Linked DNA regions of Macaca mulatta: region 1 is linked to region 2. Evidence: chromatin contacts called from public Hi-C data. All regions are on one chromosome and are shown on one strand. Each heading gives the region's core, a stretch centred on a gene start, on an enhancer-like site or on the middle of the called end of the contact. The rest is flanking DNA. Distances are from core to core; before and after follow the strand shown.

The links. A called contact is a pair of places that touch in the nucleus more often than the background predicts.
Region 1: a Hi-C map of liver shows a contact between it and region 2, with 2.5 times the contacts expected there. The contact joins the promoter of FTL here to the promoter of HSD17B14 in region 2. A contact is called at or near these places in 2 of 14 Hi-C or Micro-C datasets (CD4 T cells and liver).

Annotation. Positions count from the first base shown.
Region 1 is chr19:61,420,907-61,424,073 of T2T-MMU8v2.0, forward strand. FTL (ferritin light chain) reads left to right here and starts at 1,887. Exons shown (of 4, transcript NM_001261207.1): 1 at 1,887-2,189; 2 at 2,351-2,497; 3 at 2,867-2,992. The coding sequence starts at 2,088.
Region 2 is chr19:61,291,044-61,294,702 of T2T-MMU8v2.0, forward strand. It overlaps HSD17B14 (hydroxysteroid 17-beta dehydrogenase 14), which reads right to left and starts at 1,623. Exons shown (of 9, transcript XM_077980719.1): 1 at 1,411-1,623; 2 at 384-927. The coding sequence starts at 891. PLEKHA4 (pleckstrin homology domain containing A4) reads right to left here. Exons shown (of 18, transcript XM_077980579.1): 17 at 2,864-2,976; 18 at 2,011-2,469. The coding sequence ends at 2,893. LOC144337218 (a long non-coding RNA gene) reads left to right here. Exons shown (of 2, transcript XR_013410018.1): 2 at 1,101-3,368.

The DNA of each region.
Region 1 (3,167 bases), core at 637-3,136, 130 kb after region 2:
AAACGACACGGAGACAAAGCACACAGCCGGCTTCCAACAAGGGGGGACCTGGGGGGAAGGGGCCCGATTTGGGTCTGAGCCAGGTCTAGTTCTGAGGGTCCCACCAAAAAAGTCGGGGAGTGCCAAGGGGATGAGGTCAGTGAGTGGCCCCACCCACATCCGTCCCCGCGGGGGGCCTCTTCCCGCGCTGAGCTCAGCATGACTCAGCAGTCGCTGCCTGCAACAAGGACCCCAGATACCGGCCTGGCGAGGCATCTGCAGATCCCCTCGGTCAGGGGCTGCCCTGCCTGGGCTGCTCGGAGCGGCTCCTCTGTAGGGCAGGGCCTGACCTCACACCCCACGCCCCAGTGGCTTCAGCTCCCTGCCCAGCGCACGGGCTACCTCCATCGGGGCACTTAAGCAGGGTCAAGGTTTGCGCCGACTCCGTCTCCCAGAAATCAACATGGACCAGGTCCGCTTAAAAAATACGCATTAGAGAGGCCGGGCGCGGTGGCTCAAGCCTGTAATCCCAGCACTTTGGGAGGCCGAGACGGGCGGATCACGAGGTCAGGAGATCGAGACCATCCTGGCAAACACGGTGAAACCCCGTCTCTACTAAAATACAAAAAAAAATTAGCCGGGCGAGGTGGCGGGCGCCTGTAGTCCCAGCTACTCGGGAGGCTGAGACAGGAGAATGGCGTGAACCTGGAAGGCGGGGCTTGCAGTGAGCTGAGATCCGGCCACTGCACTCCAGCCTGGGCAACAGAGCCAGACTCTGTCTCAAAAAAAAAAAAAAAAAAAATACGCATTAGTTGTAGACAGACGTCTCGTCCATAGGTCCCCAGACTGTGTGTCCACAACGCAGGGCTTCTCTTTGTGGGCCTGAAAGAGCACACGTCAGGCAAGACACGACGGCAACTGCGGAGACACTGTTTTCAGGGCCAAGGAGAATTCTCGGAGTCTGTGAGTTGCCTCCAAAACAGCCCCCAGGACACGCAGTCCCAGAGACACCGCAAAGCTCGAAACAGACATTTCATTCCTCCCCATTTCCACTCCCAGAAAACGACTGGGCCCTTAAAAGAGCTCCAAGGTATCCCCAAAGTCCCAGCCAGTCTTTGGAGGGTTTCCGAGGGCTGTCCAGGGTTCCAGAAGTCACCCTACCTCATACAATGCTCCTCCTGGGCTTCCCGCACTGGGGAACCCCACGGCTCCAGAACAACTGCCCTTTCCAACTTGCAGAGCACCTCAAGGACCTAAAGATCTCCCCGGGGAGGGCTCCAAAATATAGAGTTTGCATCGTGAACTCCCACCTCTGTAAAGCCCAGGACTCCAGTCCTCGCACCCCTCTGTCTCCCAGAGATCCCCAGGGGTCCAGAAATACCACCTCACTGCCTTCCAAGCTTCCCAAGGATCCGGAGACTCCTTATCTCGCAGCACAAACCTCAGGCAACTACAGGTCCTCCCCGCACCTCTGAGTTGCCCCTCCCCCACTCAAGGTTCCAGAAAAATCCATGCCCTCCGAAACCCCACAATCTGACTTACTTTCCCGAGGCACCCCCAGGACCCCAGGGTCATCAGTTCACAGGACTCTCAATGCTCCCATAAAACTATAGCCTCCCAGAGGAACCCCAGCCCCCACCCCCCCGCCCACGAAACCCTCCATTCCTCGAATCGGCCCCAGGGCCCCAACCCCCGCAAGCCCCCATTTCACAACACACTCGCGCTGCAGGCGCGTGACTTCCCCCTGCTTTGGGGCGGGGGCTGAGACTCCTGTGTGCTCCGGATTGGTCAGGCACGGCCTTCGGCCCCGCCTCCTGCCACCGCAGATTGGCCGATAGCCCGCTCCGAGCGCCCCGCCTCCGAGGGCCAGCGCACTATAAAAGAAGCCGCCCTAGCCACGTCCCCTCGCAGTTCGGCGGTCCCGCGGGTCTGTCTCTTGCTTCAACAGTGTTTGGACGGAACAGATCCGGGGACTCTTTCTTCCAGCCTCCGAGCGCCCTCCGATTTCCTCTCCACTTGCAACCTCCGGGACCATCTTCTCGGCCATCTCCTGCTTCTGGGACCTGCCAGCACCGTTTTTGTGGTTAGCTCCGTCTTGCCGACCAACCATGAGCTCCCAGATTCGTCAGAATTATTCCACCGACGTGGAGGCAGCCGTCAACAGCCTGGTCAATATGTACCTGCAGGCCTCCTACACCTACCTCTCTCTGGTGAGTCCCCAGGACGCCCCTGGCCCTAATTTCCCCCAGCTGCGCACGTTCGGCCCTCAGCGCAGGCGCCGGCCTTCTTTGTCCGGTCGAGTAAACAGAGGGCGGAGTCCCCCTTGGCCTCGCCTCCCGCTAAGCGTTGTTCCCTCCATCTCTTTCCTTAGGGCTTCTATTTCGACCGCGATGATGTGGCTCTGGAAGGCGTGAGCCACTTCTTCCGCGAATTGGCCGAGGAGAAGCGCGAGGGCTACGAGCGTCTCCTGAAGATGCAAAACCAGCGTGGCGGCCGCGCTCTTTTTCAGGACGTCAAGGTAACTAGTGTGTGGGTAGGGTAACGGACTACATCTCCCAGCAGGCCGTGCGCGCGAGGAGCCTTGATTTGAGGGCTTAGATGTCGCGTGGGCTTCGGGGAGATTGAGTTCGGTCTTGTGAGCCCTTTTACGGCTGGAAATAGAGGCGCACGTCGTGCAGTGCCCCCAGGACGCGGCAGTCCACACTGCTGCGTAGACTTAAGGACGTGTAGCTGTAAGAGCTAGGACGGGGTGCGGAGAGTGATAAATACAAGCTGTCACATGTCTTTGTGGCCTGGGCCTCTGACCCCCACCAATTCTTGGGAAATGTAGGTTTAGTTCCATGTGCCGAGTGTGTGTATTCTGAAGCCGTTTCTCCCTTCTGTATAGAAGCCAGCTGAAGATGAGTGGGGTAAAACCCCGGATGCCATGAAAGCCGCCATGGCCCTGGAGAAAAAACTGAATCAGGCCCTTTTGGATCTTCATGCCCTGGGTTCTGCCCACACGGATCCCCATGTACGTACCCCCTGCATCCATGGCTACCCAACCATACCCCTCAAGCCTTTGCTCTCTTTGGGCAAATTCCCTTCAGAGCCTCATTTAACACCTGTCATATTTTAATCTGCAACTGGCAGCTCTTTCTCCCTCTTTTCCAGGGATCGGGTTTCCTTTTTTTTTTTTTGAGACGGAG
Region 2 (3,659 bases), core at 373-2,872:
GGTCCAAGGGAGGAGGTGCTGGGGCCTGGACTCCTGGGTCTGAGGGAGGAGGTGCTGGGGCCTGGACTCCTGGGTCTGAGGGAGGAGGTGCTGGGGCCTGGACTCCTGGGTCTGAGGGAGGAGGGGCTGGGGGCCTGGACTCCTGGGTCTGAGGGAGGAGGAGGGGTCTGGACTCCTAGGTCTGAGGGAGGAGGGGCTGGGGGCCTGGACTCCTGGGTCTGAGGGAGGAGGGGGGGTCTGGACTCCTAGGTCTGAGGGAGGAGGGGCTGGGGGCCTGGACTCCTGGGTCTGAGGGAGGAGGAGGGGTCTGGACTCCTAGGTCTGAGGGAGGAGGGGCTGGGGGCCTGGACTCCTGGGTCTGAGGGAGGAGGAGGGGTCTGGACTCCTGGGTCTGAGGGAGGAGGGGCTGGGGATATGGACTCCTGGGTCTGAGGGAGGAGGCGCTGGGGCCTGGACTCCTGGGTCTGAGGGGGGAGGGGCTGGGGCTCCTGGACTCCTGGGTCTGAGGGAGGAGGGGCTGGGGGCCTGGACTCCTGGGTCTGAGGGAGGAGGTGCTGGGGCCTGGACTCCTGGGTCTGAGGGAGGAGGGGCTGGGGGTCTGGACTCCTGGGTCTGAGGGAGGAGGCGCTGGGGCCTGGACTCCTGGGTCTGAGGGAGGAGGCGCTGGGGCCTGGACTCCTGGGTCTGAGGGGGGAGGGGCTGGGGCTCCTGGACTCCTGGGTCTGAGGGAGGAGGGGCTGGGACTCCTGGACTCCTGGGTCTGAGGGAGGAGGGGCTGGGGCTCCTGGACTCCTGGGTCTGAGGGAGGAGGGGCTGGGGCTCCTGGACCCCTGGACTGAGGGAGGAAGGACCAGGGTGAGGGCTGAGGGCTGAGGGACCCTCACTCACCATCCTTGTCGCAGATAACCACTTGGGCCCCGCTGTCCACTGAGAATAGGAAGGGAACACGTTACCCTCCGAGTCTTGGTTAAAGCCTCTGCCGCCCTCTTGTGGCCACCTGGATTGGGGCCGATCTCCGTCTCCCCTCGTGACCCCAGTCTCATGATCACCCACAGGACAGAGGGCAGAGGCCTTGACACATACTCTCCTTGCCTGCCCAGGTTTCTGCTGAGGCTCCTGATCCCCCGTTCGTGGGTTCCAGAGCAAACTCCACAACTGACAGGGCCATTCCCCAAACCACTGGTTTTGCAGCTATACCAACAGACCCAGAGAAAGGGGCCACTGCCTTCGGAGACCCTGCCAGACAGCCCTAGCCTACCGCGCCACACGCTTACTTTAGCCTGCAAATTGGCTTTTATAAGATCAGAATCCCGGCTGCAGTATTGGAGACCCTATTTTCCGCCCCCATCGCCCCGCCCCCATCCTTCCTCTCTCACGCTCCACAGCTCCCAGCAGTCAGACCCGGCTCACCGAAGGCGCGCACGATCCCAGCTCCGATGCCGCGCCCGCCCCCGGTCACAACCACCACCTTCCCGGCATAGCGCGTTCCCGTAGCCATCCGTGTCCACCGGTCTCTCTCTCTCTCTCTCTCTCTCTGTGTCTCTACTCTGGGCCTTTTTCACCTCCAAAGCCCCGTGAGGCCGTCGCATCAAATCCTCAATAGAAGCTGGATCGTGGAAGTCCAGCCTCGGGGGGCGTTGCCAGGAAGGCTAGGGACCTGGAAGTTTGTCCCCAGCCCCTCCTCCCTCAGACACTCCTCTCCTCCCACAGACACAGGAATCCAGGAGCCCCAGTCCCTCCTCCCTCAGACCCAGGAGTCCAGCCTCCCAGCCCCTCCTCCCTCAGACCCAGGAGTCAGGGTCCCAACCCCTCCTCCCTCAGACCCGGGAATCCTGACCCAGGCCCCTCCACTCTCAGACTGAGGGATCAGATTCTCTATCCCTTCCTCCCAGAGACCTGTAAGTCCAAGCCCCCTGTCCCTTCCTCTCTCAGGACCCAGGAGTGCACGACTCCGGCTCTGCCCCTCAGAGACCCCAGTGCAACAACCCCAAACAGACAGAAACAAAGCTATTGACTAAAAGTTCAAAGTTTTAATCCAAATTTAGACAGTGTTGAGAAAATCAAACTTTGGCCATAGAAACCATTTCCCTCCCGGGCGGGCGATGGGGACCAGACCACGCCCCTGATGCCCTGAGTGGTCCCAGATCTCCGGCGGTACCTCCAGACCACGTGCTCACGCTCCGATTGGCTGCCACGTTTGGGCGGGTTAGAAGCTGGACTGTAGCAGAGTGACTCGCAGAGGCCACGCCCCCTCGTCCTGGGGCAGGACCGGAGGGGCGATCCCGGCATCCCACGTGGGCCCCCAGGGGGCGGGACTTCCTCCACGCCCACTCCCTCGGCGAGAGAACCCTGTGGAACCCGAATTAGCCACCGGGGAAGATCTGGGGGGAGGGGTCTCCTGGCGCGTGGGGTCCGAAGGAGGCAGCGGCACACGGGGAAGAGGGTCTCCCCGGGAGTCCAAATTTCCACCTAGAGAGGATGAGTGGGAGACATAAGAATGGCAAACTTCAGCAGCAGGACTCCGGGTTCCCAGGCCCCTCCTCCCTCAGACCCAAGAGTCCAGGCCCCCAGCCCCTCCTCCCTCAGACCCAGGAGTCTGGACACCCGAGTCCAGACCTCTTTCAGACTCAGATGTCGGTCCTCTCCCCGCCCCCTGACCTCTTCCTCCCCTCCTCCCAAGTGTCCCGGAACCCAGTCCACTCTTGCCTGAGACCTAAAACTCCCAAACTCTGCCCAACTCTTTCTTCGCCAACATAAAAAATTCCCACCGGCCCCTAGACCCCTCCTCTCCAGGACCTGGGATTCCAGGTCTCCAGCTTTCTCCTCCCTAAAACCCAGAAGTTCAACATCCCCAGCCAGTCACCTGTCATCATTCTGTGCCACTGCGACGCCTCAGTAGCCAGGGCTTGGGAGAGGCTGAGAACCCGCTCCCGGTGACCTTCGGAAGTCGGCAAGTAAGGGGTGGTGTTCCTTGGACTAGAAAAAAAAAGAAGATTGGGGGTGGGGTGTGTACATACATGGGGGAGAGGTGGGGAGGGTTAATTGGTACAAAAAGAAAAGGATGAATAAGACCTACTATTAGATAGCACAACAGAGTGACTATAGTCAATAATAATTTAATTGTACATTTTAAAATAAAGTGTGTAATTGGATTGTTTATACATCAAAGGGTAAATCCTTGAAAGGGGATGGATACTCTATTCCTCATGACGTGCTTATTTCACATTGCCTGCCTGTATCAAAACATCTCATTTATCCCGTAAATATATGTACACCTACTATGTACCAACAAAAATTAAAAATTAAAAAAAAAAAACAGTCCAGGTGCGATGGCTCATCCCTGTAATCCCAGCACCTGGGGAGGCCAAGGTGGGTGGATCACTTGAGGTCAGGAGTTCGAGACCACTCTGGCCAACATGGGAAAACCCAGTCTCTACTAAAAAATACAAAAAAGTTAGCCAAACATGGTGATGGGCACCTGTAATCCCAGCTATTAGGGAGGCTGAGGAAGGAGAATCACTTGAACCCAGAAGGAGGAAGTTGCAGTGAACTGAGATCGTACCATTGCACTCCAGCCTGGGAGACAGAGCAAGACTCCGTCTCAAAAAACAAACAAACAAAACAAACAAAAAAAAAAACAAAACAAAAGTAAAAATAAA